Linked DNA regions of Zea mays: region 1 is linked to region 2. The links are chromatin contacts, called in public Hi-C maps. All regions are on one chromosome and are shown on one strand. The core of a region is the stretch at or near the end of the contact, and the rest is flanking DNA. Distances in the headings are between cores, read along the strand shown. Region 1 holds the start of LOC100281767. Region 2 holds the start of LOC100275508.

What was found. Hi-C and Micro-C count contacts between places; a contact is called where the count stands out from the background.
Region 1: a Hi-C map of bundle sheath shows a contact between it and region 2, with 2.2 times the contacts expected there. The contact joins the promoter of LOC100281767 here to the promoter of LOC100275508 in region 2. A contact is called at or near these places in 8 of 25 Hi-C or Micro-C datasets (bundle sheath, ear, endosperm and 4 more).

What each region holds. Positions count from the first base shown.
Region 1 is chr1:9,051,207-9,057,875 of Zm-B73-REFERENCE-NAM-5.0, reverse strand. It overlaps LOC100281767, which reads right to left and starts at 2,503. Exons shown (of 3, transcript NM_001154687.2): 1 at 1,681-2,503; 2 at 783-1,104; 3 at 1-681. The coding sequence starts at 2,285. It overlaps LOC100192783 (60S ribosomal protein L21-like), which reads right to left. Exons shown (of 2, transcript NM_001137977.2): 2 at 6,605-6,669.
Region 2 is chr1:8,608,096-8,613,857 of Zm-B73-REFERENCE-NAM-5.0, reverse strand. LOC100275508 reads right to left here and starts at 2,259. Exons shown (of 1, transcript NM_001374291.1): 1 at 1,212-2,259. The coding sequence starts at 2,165. The coding sequence ends at 1,380. LOC103631693 reads left to right here. Exons shown (of 5, transcript XM_008652637.4): 5 at 205-591. The coding sequence ends at 315.

The DNA of each region.
Region 1 (6,669 bases), core at 1,254-3,753, 440 kb before region 2:
CATGCGCTTGACGAACGCGGCGAAGCGGCGCCAGTTGTCGGGCTGGAACAGGTCGGGCCCCATGCGCAGGTACGTGAAGGCCACCATGCGGTCCTCGGCGGCCCTGTCGGCGGCCGTGGCCACCACCTGGTCGTGCGCCGTGTCGTCGTAGCGCGGCAGCGCGTTCTCGCCGGCCAGGCCCACGCCGGCCTCCCGCGCCGCGGCGGCCACCTGCTGCACCAGCGCCTCGGGGCGGCACTGCGCGTCCTGCGGCTGCTCGTGGTCGCGCATCTCCACGCACGTGAAGTTGAGCACGGCGCCGTGGCGCGCCAGCATGCGCGCGATGGGCGCGTACCCGTCGTGCGACCGGGTGTTGTAGTACCCCGCCGTCAGCTCCGCCGCGTGGGACCGGGTGCCGTAGTGCCAGTGGATCCCGGCCACCTTCACCGAGATCTTCACGCCGGGGGAACCCGTGAACACGCCCGTCGCCGCCGACAGGATGCGCTCGCCGTGCTCCAGGAGCATCTGCGAGTACCAGCTCATGAAGAACTCCCCGTACTCCGTGCTCCACCCGCCCTCGCGCCGGAAGAAGCCCGTGTCCTCCGGCCAGTCCTTGTAGCTGCCGGAGTCGCCCGGACCCGCGTTGCCCCACTCCGGCTTGCCCACGGCCTCAGCAGCCGCCTTCAAGCTACTCAGCATGAACTGCAACACGCGCAAACATGGATCCAGAAAGCTCTTGAGATCATAGTACAAGGGGATCGGAGAGAAAAGATGAACGAGCACGCAGGCAAGGCATGCATTACCCTGTCGTAGCACTGGAACTCGCCGATGCCAGGGAACGACCAGGTGCCGTCGCTCTCCGGGTAGGACGGGTAGCGCAGCTCGCCGGCAGGGCCCATGCCGACCTGGATCTCCACGATGGTGTTGCCCATGAAGGTGGCGAAGTGGTCGCGGAAGGCGCGCATGAAGTCGGCGTAGCACTGGATGGGGGTGCGGCCCTTGAGCACGGGCATCGCGTCGCAGCCCAGGGAGACGTACTCGTAGTTCCGGCGGCCGCTCCGGTCCGTGTAGGCCAGGTCCTGGTCCTTGTCCATCTCCTCCAAGACCCATCCCGGAAGTGGTATGCTGCAAACAACCAAAGCATGCAGGATCACGTGGCAGGAAACCAAAAAGGATAACATATCTTCGTCAGGAATTCAGGATTATGGGTTCTGCTGGAGCCTAAACTTTCTGCTCACGGATCTCGTGAGCAGATCACATGCCGAGTCGGCAGGAAGAGGGAAGCGCCACTGTCTGTAAGGAGAAAAAGGATCGACTTTTTTCTTCTTCAGTACGCTATATATGCAGGGTGGCGGATGGTGAACTTGTGCTTCTCCGTGGCTCAAGTCACGGGGACCTTGCGTTCGAGTCCACATCAACTACTGTGTCTAGTGGAAGCGTTTTATTCAGTTCAGCTAAAAAACCGTGAAGGCGTCAGAACTTTTCTGAAGATCAGATCAGCTCCAGCTCAGAATCAGATACCAACATGCGGCTTCTGATTGTAGTACTGATCTTCTATGTGCATTTCGTTTCGTGTAATCCACATACGGTTAAACAAGTACTCTAAAAACTAACGTCAGGTAATTTACGTTTAATCGAAAGAATGCACTGGTGATGGTGAAGCCAGAAAGTGCTAGAGAAAGAGACGACGAAGACACGTACGTGACTGAATCACCGACGTTGCCGCCGCACTGGTGGAAGGACATGACGGCCTGGACCTTGAGCCCGGTCTTCTTGGCCATCTCCATGAGCTCCATGTACCCGTTGAAGTTGTACTGCCCGGGCCCGTCGGCCTCGGCGATGCCCCACCAGACGTCCACCATGATGCCCTCCACCCCGGCGCTCTTGAGCGCCGCCAGGCTGGCCTCCACGGCCTTGCGCCGGTTGAGCGAGTTGCCGTCCTTGCGCACGGTGTCGAGCGGCATCATGACGAAGACGGGCACCCCGGCCCTGCTCCGGAGCTCGGCGGCCACGTCGGCGTGCTCCGCCTCGGGCGCGGCCTCCACCAGCGCCTGGCACGCCATGGCGAGGTCCGGCTTCACCGCGTCGGGCGCCTGCGCGGGGGCCGGGTCCACCGTCATCGTCTGCAGCTGGAGCGCCGGAGCGGGGGCGGGCGCCGACGCGGGCGGCGGCGCCACGGTGGCCGCCGCGGCGACGACGGCCGAGCGTGGCGCCGTGGCCGCCGCCGCGACGACGGCCGCGCGTGGCGCCGCCGGTGCCGCCGCCACGGCCGCGCCGGTCTGGTGGGACAGGTTGAGCGCCATCATTCACAGCGGTTGGCTGGATCGGATTGGACACGAATGGAAAACGAGATCAGACGACCAAGCAGAAGAAGAAGAAGGCTGGTTGGAACGAGCGATGGATCTTGGCCTTGGGTGTCTGGAAATGGATTCGGTCCGGGACCCTGGGACTCCCGCTGCTGCGATGCGACGGCGACGGCGACGGCGATTTGGTCTGGGGATTCGGTTATTATTACGGGGGAAGCGAAGGGGAGCCCCGTGCCGCGGGGTTAAATAGGGCTGGCGGACACGGGCGCCCGCGCGACGTGGCGCGCGGTGCGCCGGTGAATGGAACGTGAGGCGGTGGCGGGAGGTGGGGGCGAGCGGAGGCCGGAGAGGCAGCAGAAAATATGGATGGGGGACATGGGCGGGCGGGGCTCCCGCGGACGCGTGAACCGGCCTCGAAGCGTCGTGGGTGGACGGCGACGTGTTCTGGAGGGGACGGCGCGCTGGGCCACGTCGCGGTCCAGCATGGAGATAGGGTTGCTGGATGCGCGACGCGTGTCCCCCTTAAGTCCTTGACAGGACATGGTACGGTTTGGAGTTTGGACGGTGCTGGCTGTGTGTGTGTGACCCACACACTCCTAGTGCTGTGTACTCCGTGCGCTTGAGATGCCGCGGAGCTCTAAAATTGGTCGAAAACTCGGTGTTTTCCGTGACTACGTTTGCGTGCGTGGTCATCATTGTCACGCTATTTCATTTTTTTACTCCTACAATTCCTCTGGTGAAAACCATCTTAGAGCAATTCCATTGGTTCTCTAAAATACTTCTTAAATCAATAATTTAGGTAGCTAACATAAAACTTATTTCCAATAGTTCTCTAAATTAACTTCTAAATTTAGCAACTTCTCATCTAACCTCATTTCCTCTCTACATTTGGCAACCATTTAGCAACTCTCTAAACAAAAATGTTGACAGCATTATGTAGGTAATGAAGATAATTGCTGATATTTGTGACTTATTTTTTAATGTGGATATATACAAAACAAAACTACAACATATATTTAGAGAATTATTGGAGAACTCACATTTATTTACTCCCAAAGTTATTTATGAACTTCTTAAATATGTGATTAATAGAGCTAAAATTTATATAACTATTAGAGTTGCTCTTAGGCCTCGTTTGGTTTGGGGTGACTAAAGTTTAGTCACTTTTAATCTCTAAGAATCAAACTTGGTGACTAAAGTGGGGTGACTAAACTTTAGTTCTTTAGTCACTAAGGGGGTGACTAAAAGGGACTAAAGTAGTATTTTTACATTATTTGTCCTCTCCACTTTCTTCTTATAGCAAAGATCTATTAATTAATAGGGGTAAAATAGTCATTATTCACAGCAATTAATGCTCTTTAGTCCGATTTAGTTACTGAAACCAAACGGTATATTTTAGCGACTAAATTTCTAGTGACTAAGGCAACCAAACAGAACCTTGAACACTCTCTGCGCTCTTTTGTATTTATCGTGTTTTAGCTTAAAAATAAACAAACGAATACTTTACATAAAACCGTCCACAATTAAAATCACGCAACAAATGAGAAAAGAACCACCGGAATTAAGGCGGTGCATACGTTTGCACTTGGTCTAGATTAAGATCTAGTACGGACTAATGGTGGGTTTGGTTGAGAAGTGAATTTTGTGGATGTTTGGTTTCTAATAAAAAAAAAAGTGAAGTGGCTCATAGAGTCTCTATGACAATTTATCGTAAATAGTATGTCGGATGTGAGCGCTCTCCTCTTTCTCTTATCATATCCTCTACACTCATATATGCCTCTGCAACCAAACAAAGAACGGAGTGGCTCCATTCTATCCTAATCTTAAAACAAACAAAAAAATTGAATGGCTCTGTGTTACTTCTCAAACGTAGAAAAAAACGACTTCATTCTCAAAAACTAGATGGAGTGAGTAACAGAAAGCAACTGACCAGACTTTGAATCTGCCTTGAACCTAGCTAATGCTATATTAGCAAGTGTACTCTCAGGCCATTCTCATTAAGAATTACCGCACAAACTTCAATACAAAGTAGTAACGCGTACGCGTACGTACGAAACAACCCAAATAGAACAGAGACCGATAGAGTTTTCTCTTGGCGACTGCGTGCTTGGGGTCACGGGAAATGGAGCATTGTCGCTAGAGCTAGTCGGCGCTGGCCGGCACGCCAATCGCTCTTGGAGTTCTCTTTCTCACGCGGCGTGTCGCACTCACACTCACACCACCCATGGCTGCGCCAACGCCGGGACTATTCGTATCCACGCGAACCAAATCCATAGACCGATTGTTCTTTTCTTCTTCTTCCTTTTTTTACAAACAGACAGAGAGCCCGGTGACAAATCGTGAATGCGGGAGCAGGAAGTTCACGTGACAATAGATAAGTTCGTCCTGCAACCAGCCATGGCTCGTGGTCCTCCAGCGGCAGTTCCAGACACTTCCGTCGACTTTCCATTCTCTTTCTTGCTCTCTCTCTCTCTCCTCTTTTTTTTGTGTAATTTTTGGCTACCAGTAGAAGGAGGCGGCGGCGGTGGATAGCGTTCGGTGTGTGTGGCTCTCCAGTCTCCTAGCAAAATGCACGATGCAAATGCGACCAGCCTACGCCTCTGGTCTCTGGAAACAGTCAAACAGCAAGTGGAGCCAAAAGGACCGCGTTCGTCCAGCGCTCCGGGCCAGATCTGCCGTCCTCGCCGCCTCTTTTTTTGCGCGCGAGTACGTGGGAGGCCCCGCGAGACCAACCCGCCGGAAAATATCCATTCGCTGCCGTCCACCTGGCCTGGTGCCGTCGCGCCCCCCGATCTCAAATGGATTTCAACAAATCTTCAACGACACCAACACACACACAAAAAAAGTTGTCTGTTTGAGGCTGAGATTTTAGGGCTTCACCGCGCCGGCTAAGAAAACAATCCCTACTTCCAGGTGTACGTACGATATTTAAAGCTTTTACGTCACCCCCTGCTAGTTTCGTAGCGGCTGTTGCTTTCGTTTGAACCGAAATCAAGGGGGGCTACGCTTTCAGCTTTCTCAAGCTACCGTTTCTGTCCCAACGTATTTGTACAAATTAAGAGAAGACGGTTTTTTTTTTTACAAACTTTGACTAACAGCTATCCAAATAGTTCATGACAGAACAGAAGAAAAAACTACATCAGCACATTTTGTATTTAGCAGGTCTATGGACGATACTAATCCATCGGCAAACGATATGTATTTTAGGAGAAACTAAGGGTTAAAATTTGCGTGGCCGTTGCTGATTAAAACAGCGCTTGTACTTATTCTAGTGCTTTCACTATAACTCACAAACCATACTATTGCTCTCCAAACTTAGTTATGACTTTTTTTTCTCTTAGAGGTTGTCTTATATGAGTAATACAGCTAACATGTATTGTTTCGGACATGAAATACAAAATCAAGTGGGTCATCTACTAGATGATTGTGTGAACTTTACACCAACAGTTAACTTTTCAAACAAAAAACAAGTGTGATCTACAAATAACATACAGAGTTAAACTTAAGAATCGATACTTTCAGAAAGAGACTGAGAGCATCCAAACTTATGAACCTCTAGTTTTAGAAAGAGAGAATCCACAACCAAGTTTGCAAAAAAATGGTCATGTAATCAAGCTTCCCGTTCAATCGTGGTGTAATCAAACTACAAAAAATCATAAAAATTTATTAAAACATTTATAGATGTATTTTATTATTTTATCTGCCAATATATCAATTTTAAATTTTAAATTGTCATATATATATATATATATATATATATATATATATATATATATATATATATATATAAAGGAAAAATATATCTAACATGAAGGATTAAAATGATAGAATTTTTTCTTGAAAAAAATCTATTTTTATATATCTTAACGTAGATTAGATTATAATTTTAATTTTTTATACATCTATAAGTTTTATAAATTTATTGAGAATTTTTATGAATTTTAATATCTTGACTTTATGAAAAACTTGATTGCACAACAATTCATAGCGTTTTTATAAGTATGGACATAAATCATCATGTTTTATTTTTTTAATCTTGTTTGCACAATGACCTACTTATGGCATACCATTCCCACCGCATTTTTTCCCCATTAGATCTAAAAATTTATACAGCATATATATACATACAAATATCATGTTATTAAAGAATTTTCAAAAAATTAGAAATATTGAAGACATACCTTTTCAAAAGTGATTTTATTAAGACCCTAATTTGGTTATAAGGAATTAAGAGGAATTAGAAAATAATCTAATAATAAAATGTAAAGCAATTCTTATATATTGGTTTCAATGCATATGATCCAAACAAACAAGCTATAAGACTAAAGAAAATTTAGACAATACAATCCACATAAAAGGTTACAATAAACGATGGCAAAATCTT
Region 2 (5,762 bases), core at 1,010-3,509:
TATTAAATGTTACGGGAATGTAACTTGATGCATATGGAGACAAATCGTAAGATTGTAATAGATGAAAAAATTAGGCCATGATTTTAAGTCCCTGCCCCATTACAATGATGGAAAACATGAATGTTCTTATGTATTTTCATTGTTATTAAACAAAAGCCTGACATATTTCTATGCGTAGTTAACAAGAACTCTTACCTTTTTCAGGACCATATGAAAGAAGAAGCCATGCTGGACACATCTGACATTCTTGCGCATCTAAGTGAATTAAATTCCTACAACTACAAGTATAAATGCACCATCGAATCATGGATGTGATTCTCAAGTCTCAACCACACAAACTAAGACCCAGTGTCTTAATTCAAGTTGTGCAACATTGAGCACAGTTTTTTTTCATTTCCTTTAAAATAAACTTACAGCATTAGAAGCTCAATTTCAGGTCGAGAACTTAGTTCAGCTAATGTAGATTTAATGTATGTGTGAATCTGCTCACTTGTTTACCATTGTCACAAGTGAATGTGGTAGTTAGTCTCCAGAAGAGTGGTTTGTGTATATAACTATGCCATTTATAGAAATAAAAGTTCTGAGGATCTCTTCAATATTTCTTTGTCACAGAGTCTAGATTTGGCCTGCTCAGCAAATTCCAAGGATAGCAACGATACATCAACATAATCATAATAACATGGTTACAGAGCACAGTAATAAGTAAAGTTAATATATTGGAATGTCACCTAGGTGCCTTGTAGCCTGTGCCCCTATGTGCAGAAAGATCAAGAGTCAGAACCAACAATGAACAATGAATAACCGTAGCAAAAATGTTTAAAACTATACTCAAGAGCTCAGTAAGGTTCATGGTCTTGCTGATAATTCATAGGCCCATGCAATTGTAGAAATCCAATTATGTTCATTTTCTGTTTTAGTGGAGTTGTCCAAGAACAAGCTACAGGCTCATAGAGTAGTGTATCCACAGTTGAGCTAGGGCAAAGATTAAAATATTAATCAACTAAAATGTTTTCCTCAAGTATAAGCACTGCCTGTGCCATTTAATAAGTAGCCAAGGTGAAAGACACACTACTGTCTTAGGCAATGTAAAGCTCTAGCAGTACTACCACATTACAAATCTCCATTACGGCTAAGCTGCAATCAGTGGTCAAACTTACAAACAGCGGTTACTCAAACCAACATTGTAGGGAAGTGGAAATTCCATGCCAGAATTTGCTCTGCCAGACAAGATTTTATCGTTTAAGTCAATGCATTTGGATCCTTCAATTGCTGTACAGTTTGTTCACCCACACTTGTTGATTATACAAGAATATAGTTGCACGCAGTGGATCAAAAAATCATCTGATAGAAGCAAATGTACAAACAGCTATGTGGTAAGGCTAACTCATAGTCATTAATGTTGTGGCCTGGGGCACTGGCACAGCAAGAGAGAACAATTCTGAGAGCCCTCGCTCCTCCAATTCGCACCCCTGAGCATCCATCCCAACTATAACCGGATCGAATAGTGCAACCTGGGGCTCAGATTTGCTACAGCCAAGCAGGACTAAGCCAGTGGGTCTGGTGAAGCCGAGGAACATGACGCAGCGAGCGCGCCCATAACCCCAGAATCGGGCCCCGACCCAGACGGCGACCTCAGAGACAATGACGGCGACCTTGACGACCACCCCGAGCGCGTCGATCCCGTTCCTGAAGCCCTTGTGCAGCTGGAGGCCGAGGAAGCCCTCGACGACCTTGGAGGTGTTCTTGGAGAGCTTGTAGCTGGACTTGAGGACGGCGAGCACGGCGACGCCCGCGGGCGACGCGGCGTGGAGGCCCGCCGGCGCGGCGGCGGCGAGGCGGAGGAGCGAGGCGGCGGCGAGCGCGGCCTTGAGGCGCTTGGAGGAGGGGAGCGAGGGGAGGCGCGCGGCGGCGGGGCCGAGCGTGCGTGCCGCCTTGTACGACTTGGAGGCGGCCTTGGACGCGGCTAGGATGGCGGCGACAGGGGAGGAGGCGGTGGCGAGCGCCCGCGGCGTCCGGAGCGCGGCGGCGGCGGCGGACGTGGCGGCCGCCAGCGGCTTGAGCGCGCGGGAGCGGGAGAGGGCGACGAGCAGGCGCACCCCGAAGGCTACGCCGAGCGCGGAGGTGGCGGCCGCGGCCGCGAGCTCGTGCTCGGCGAGAGGAGGCATGCCGGCGGGCCGCGTGGGGAGGCAAAGGCCATAGGAGGCGAGCCGGGTGCGGGTGGAAACCGCCAAGGTAGCGAGGCGGGGTGGAAACGGAAAAGGCCAAGGAACGAAAGGGACACGGATTTGGATGGCGAGGCGTGACGTGGACGCGGCCGCCATCGCGCGTTGGGGGCTTGGGGGTGAGGGGCGTGCGGCGGTGCCCCGAGGGGAGGCTTGGTGGTGGCAGAATTTTTCGGCCGGCTCGGCCAGGGGTGCCGATTCCACGAGCAGGGATTATAGATGGCACGGAGGCCGCAGCTCAAGAGCAAGCAAGCACGATTTTTTACTTTTTGGATGTACAGGAACAGGACCATGTCTGGCTGCTTCCAGACACCACTCGACCTATCCTCTGGAGTCTCGCCTCGCTCTTGATTCTGGCTATTTTCCTGAGTTGGACGCGAGGCTTGGACTCACGTTCACGCGATGGTGAAGGCCGACGCCTCGTCGATCGAGTACCTATCTATCCTCGTTGTGCCGACTGCAGTGGATAGACGCGGGGAGGGCCCCGGACCACCGAGCCGAACCCGGCAGAATTTTGGTGCAGGTAGCCCATGAAAAACCGTCGGGCGGGGTCGGCCCACTCCGTCCCTCCACTCGGACTAGACGACGTCCGTGGGCTTCAATTCTTGCCGTGGTGCTGTTGGGCTGCTAAACCAGCAGAACTCATGTTGGGCGAATTTGCCCTGGAGGGACCAGGGCGTGCAAGGACAAGGACAAGAAACCGGTGCAAATGACAGACACAACACGACGATCGAGATGCTTGCTTTACTCTTGTTCGGTGAAAGCAGACAGCCAGGTGATGAGGAGCCATAAAGCCATTCGCTTCCCTCTAACAAAGTGCAGAGAGGGACGTTGAGGAAAGCGTCGTGCTAACTGCAGTGCAGGGCACCATGAACGGGGGCCCGTCCACGTGTACGTACGTCTCCCCAAATGTCCGTGTCCGTCTCTCCGTCGTCCATGATCAATTCATAGCGAGCAGTCCTAGCTCAAATGATTCCGGTCACAAGAAACCAGTCGCTAGAGAACATGGCGGGCAGCAGCTCTTGATGAGAAACTAAATCAAGGTTGCGTTGCCTTCCTTCCGGGGAGACAAGGAAACTCCCGTCGATCAGAAAACGCATGGCAGGTCATGCACCACGGTGAACTCGGTTGCGTAGAGGCGTGGAGCGGCCGGGGCAAGCGAAGCGACCCTCCCGGAAAGGGCGGCGCGGTACCTAACGCTGACACTGCTGGTACGCAACGTACTTGGTACACAACCGCTCCAAGCTCTAGTGCAACCGCAGGTCAGCGGCGGCTCGCCGTGCTCGCAAAAGCCGAGCCGCTTTCGAACTTGCAGTGCAGCGCCGGACATGCAGAGTGTACGTTGGTACGCCAGCGACGACGAATTGACACTCACTGTGCATGCATGTGATACGGATGCCTGTGACTGTGATAAAGCATGCATGCTGATCCATATGCTAGTACTGTCAGTTGGCAGTGATTAATATGCTAGTAGTAGTAGTAGTATCTTATTAGCACCTGCACTAATAAAGCTGCGGCGCGCAAGGAGTCAAGTCAACAGACACACGAAACAGATAGATAACTTCTCCCGGCGCACTTGTGTGCTTGACCAACCTCTTCTTCTCTCTGATAATATGAATGCAAGGGAGAACAGAACAGCGATGATGACGGAGCGCAGATAAGAAGAGTGTCTGTGTGTGACTCTTTGTCATCATCAGCAGGAATAAACACTGATAATAAAACGCTGACGGCGACGGTGGACGCCCAAGAGCTTTCGTCCCTGCCGGGGGAGCTTTCTTTGCTCGGTTAGTTGGCGTCCATGCGTTCCGCTTGACCGGTGGAAGGGAAGGGTGGAGACACTGTCGCTGCGGCCGCAGCAGGTGACCACTGACCAGCAAGCAGGCAGGCAAAACGCCGCAAGCAAGTCAGGTATCAGGCCGTGATGCGACGGTTTGTCGGCGAAATCATGGCTCGCTCATTTGTCGTGCTGGCGTCTCTCGCTTCCGAAGCTTGAATTCGTACGTGTAATAATTAATATACATGGCATGGCTGGTGTGCTTCCAACTGGCACTGACGAAAACGAGAGGAAAGGCCACCCGCGGCCGCGCCTGCTGAAGCTGGCTGAAGGCCATTAATCCATGGGCCGTGTCCGTGTAATTAAAGAAGAAAACTTTCTTTTTAATGAGAAAAAGCTTAACACTGCCGGCCGTGTCTGTAGGTTCGGTTCGTCGACCCTTCGTCGGCACGGCGGAAATGCGAGTCGCCGTCGTCGGAAACGTCGCTTTGATTTGATCCACCCACTCGAGGACCGTGATCTGCCGCCGGATGGATCTCCCACTTACCCCAAGCCGTTCCTCGTAAAAAAAGAAGAAGAAAAAACACCACTACCAGCAGCAGAGAGATGGTGGCTGTCAAAACCGGAGGGAGATCTTTGTACGCAGATCGGAGCCGGCTTACCGAGTGAGTACTGGCCGTCCCTGTCTTTACCACCACCGCCACCTCAACCACGACGACGACGACGACGCACTATCTCCTCTTCCCCCTCCGCCACGCCTCGTAGTTGTACGAGACGTTGCCCGACCAACCCCCCCGTCGTCGACATTGCTGGACGCCACGTCCTGCAGTGCCTGCCTGGCTGCCTGTAGAGCGCCCTGCATGCTGGAGCGTACGTATTTGTTTGCTCAACAAATCCATTCGTATCCTCTGCGCAACACTCAAAGGAGGGGCAGCAGATGCGCATGTGCCTTCCAGACTAGAGAGAAAGCTCGGCCTGTCCTTGTCAAAATTAATCAACCATATCCGAAGGTCATCTTCCACTATTCCAAAAAAACCATCGTAGCACATCGCATTCGTTCGAAGAGACTAGGCTCGAATTCAGACAAAGAAGTCCTGGTCTTGCTCGTACTAATGCACACACCACTTGCAGCAACAGTCTTTTTTTTTCTTTTGAAAAAAAAAATCTTGCACCAACATTTTTTTTTTTGGAAAATACTTGGACCAACGAGGAGTACCATCAGTGTCAGTTTGGCAGCCAGCTTCTCCGTCGAGATCCCAAGCGTTACCCGCGCGAGCACTCCACGTGAGAAATTTCCACCCATTTTTTTATCTGTTTGGGAGCTCACGACAGGGGGGCATAACCCAACCCCAAAAACCAAAATTACATGGGTAAATTCTCGTATATAGTGGTTGTGCCAACTGCCAAACAAACAATATCTAGGGGTACTCCTGCTAGAAACTGTCATCGTCTACACCGTTCGTCCTTGCGCTGGCAGACCGAGGACGTCCAGACAAAGGCAACAGGTGCCCTCGGCCGGACTGGTTCAGCCTTCCCTTCAGCGCTCCTCTGAATCTGAGGGTTTCAACTTTGAAGAAGCCTCGCCTCGCTCCATGTAGTAAGTAGTAAGGTGGTCTACACATACCAGGACGTACACGCCTCGTTTCATCAGTTTGTGTGTTCACCGAATGGCCCGGAACGCAGAAGGAGGCTGGAGGCAGAGCGACGACGCGCAGGCGCACGCGCCGGTCCGGGTGTGTCTAGGTTTGGCTGGGTCAAAAGCTAGC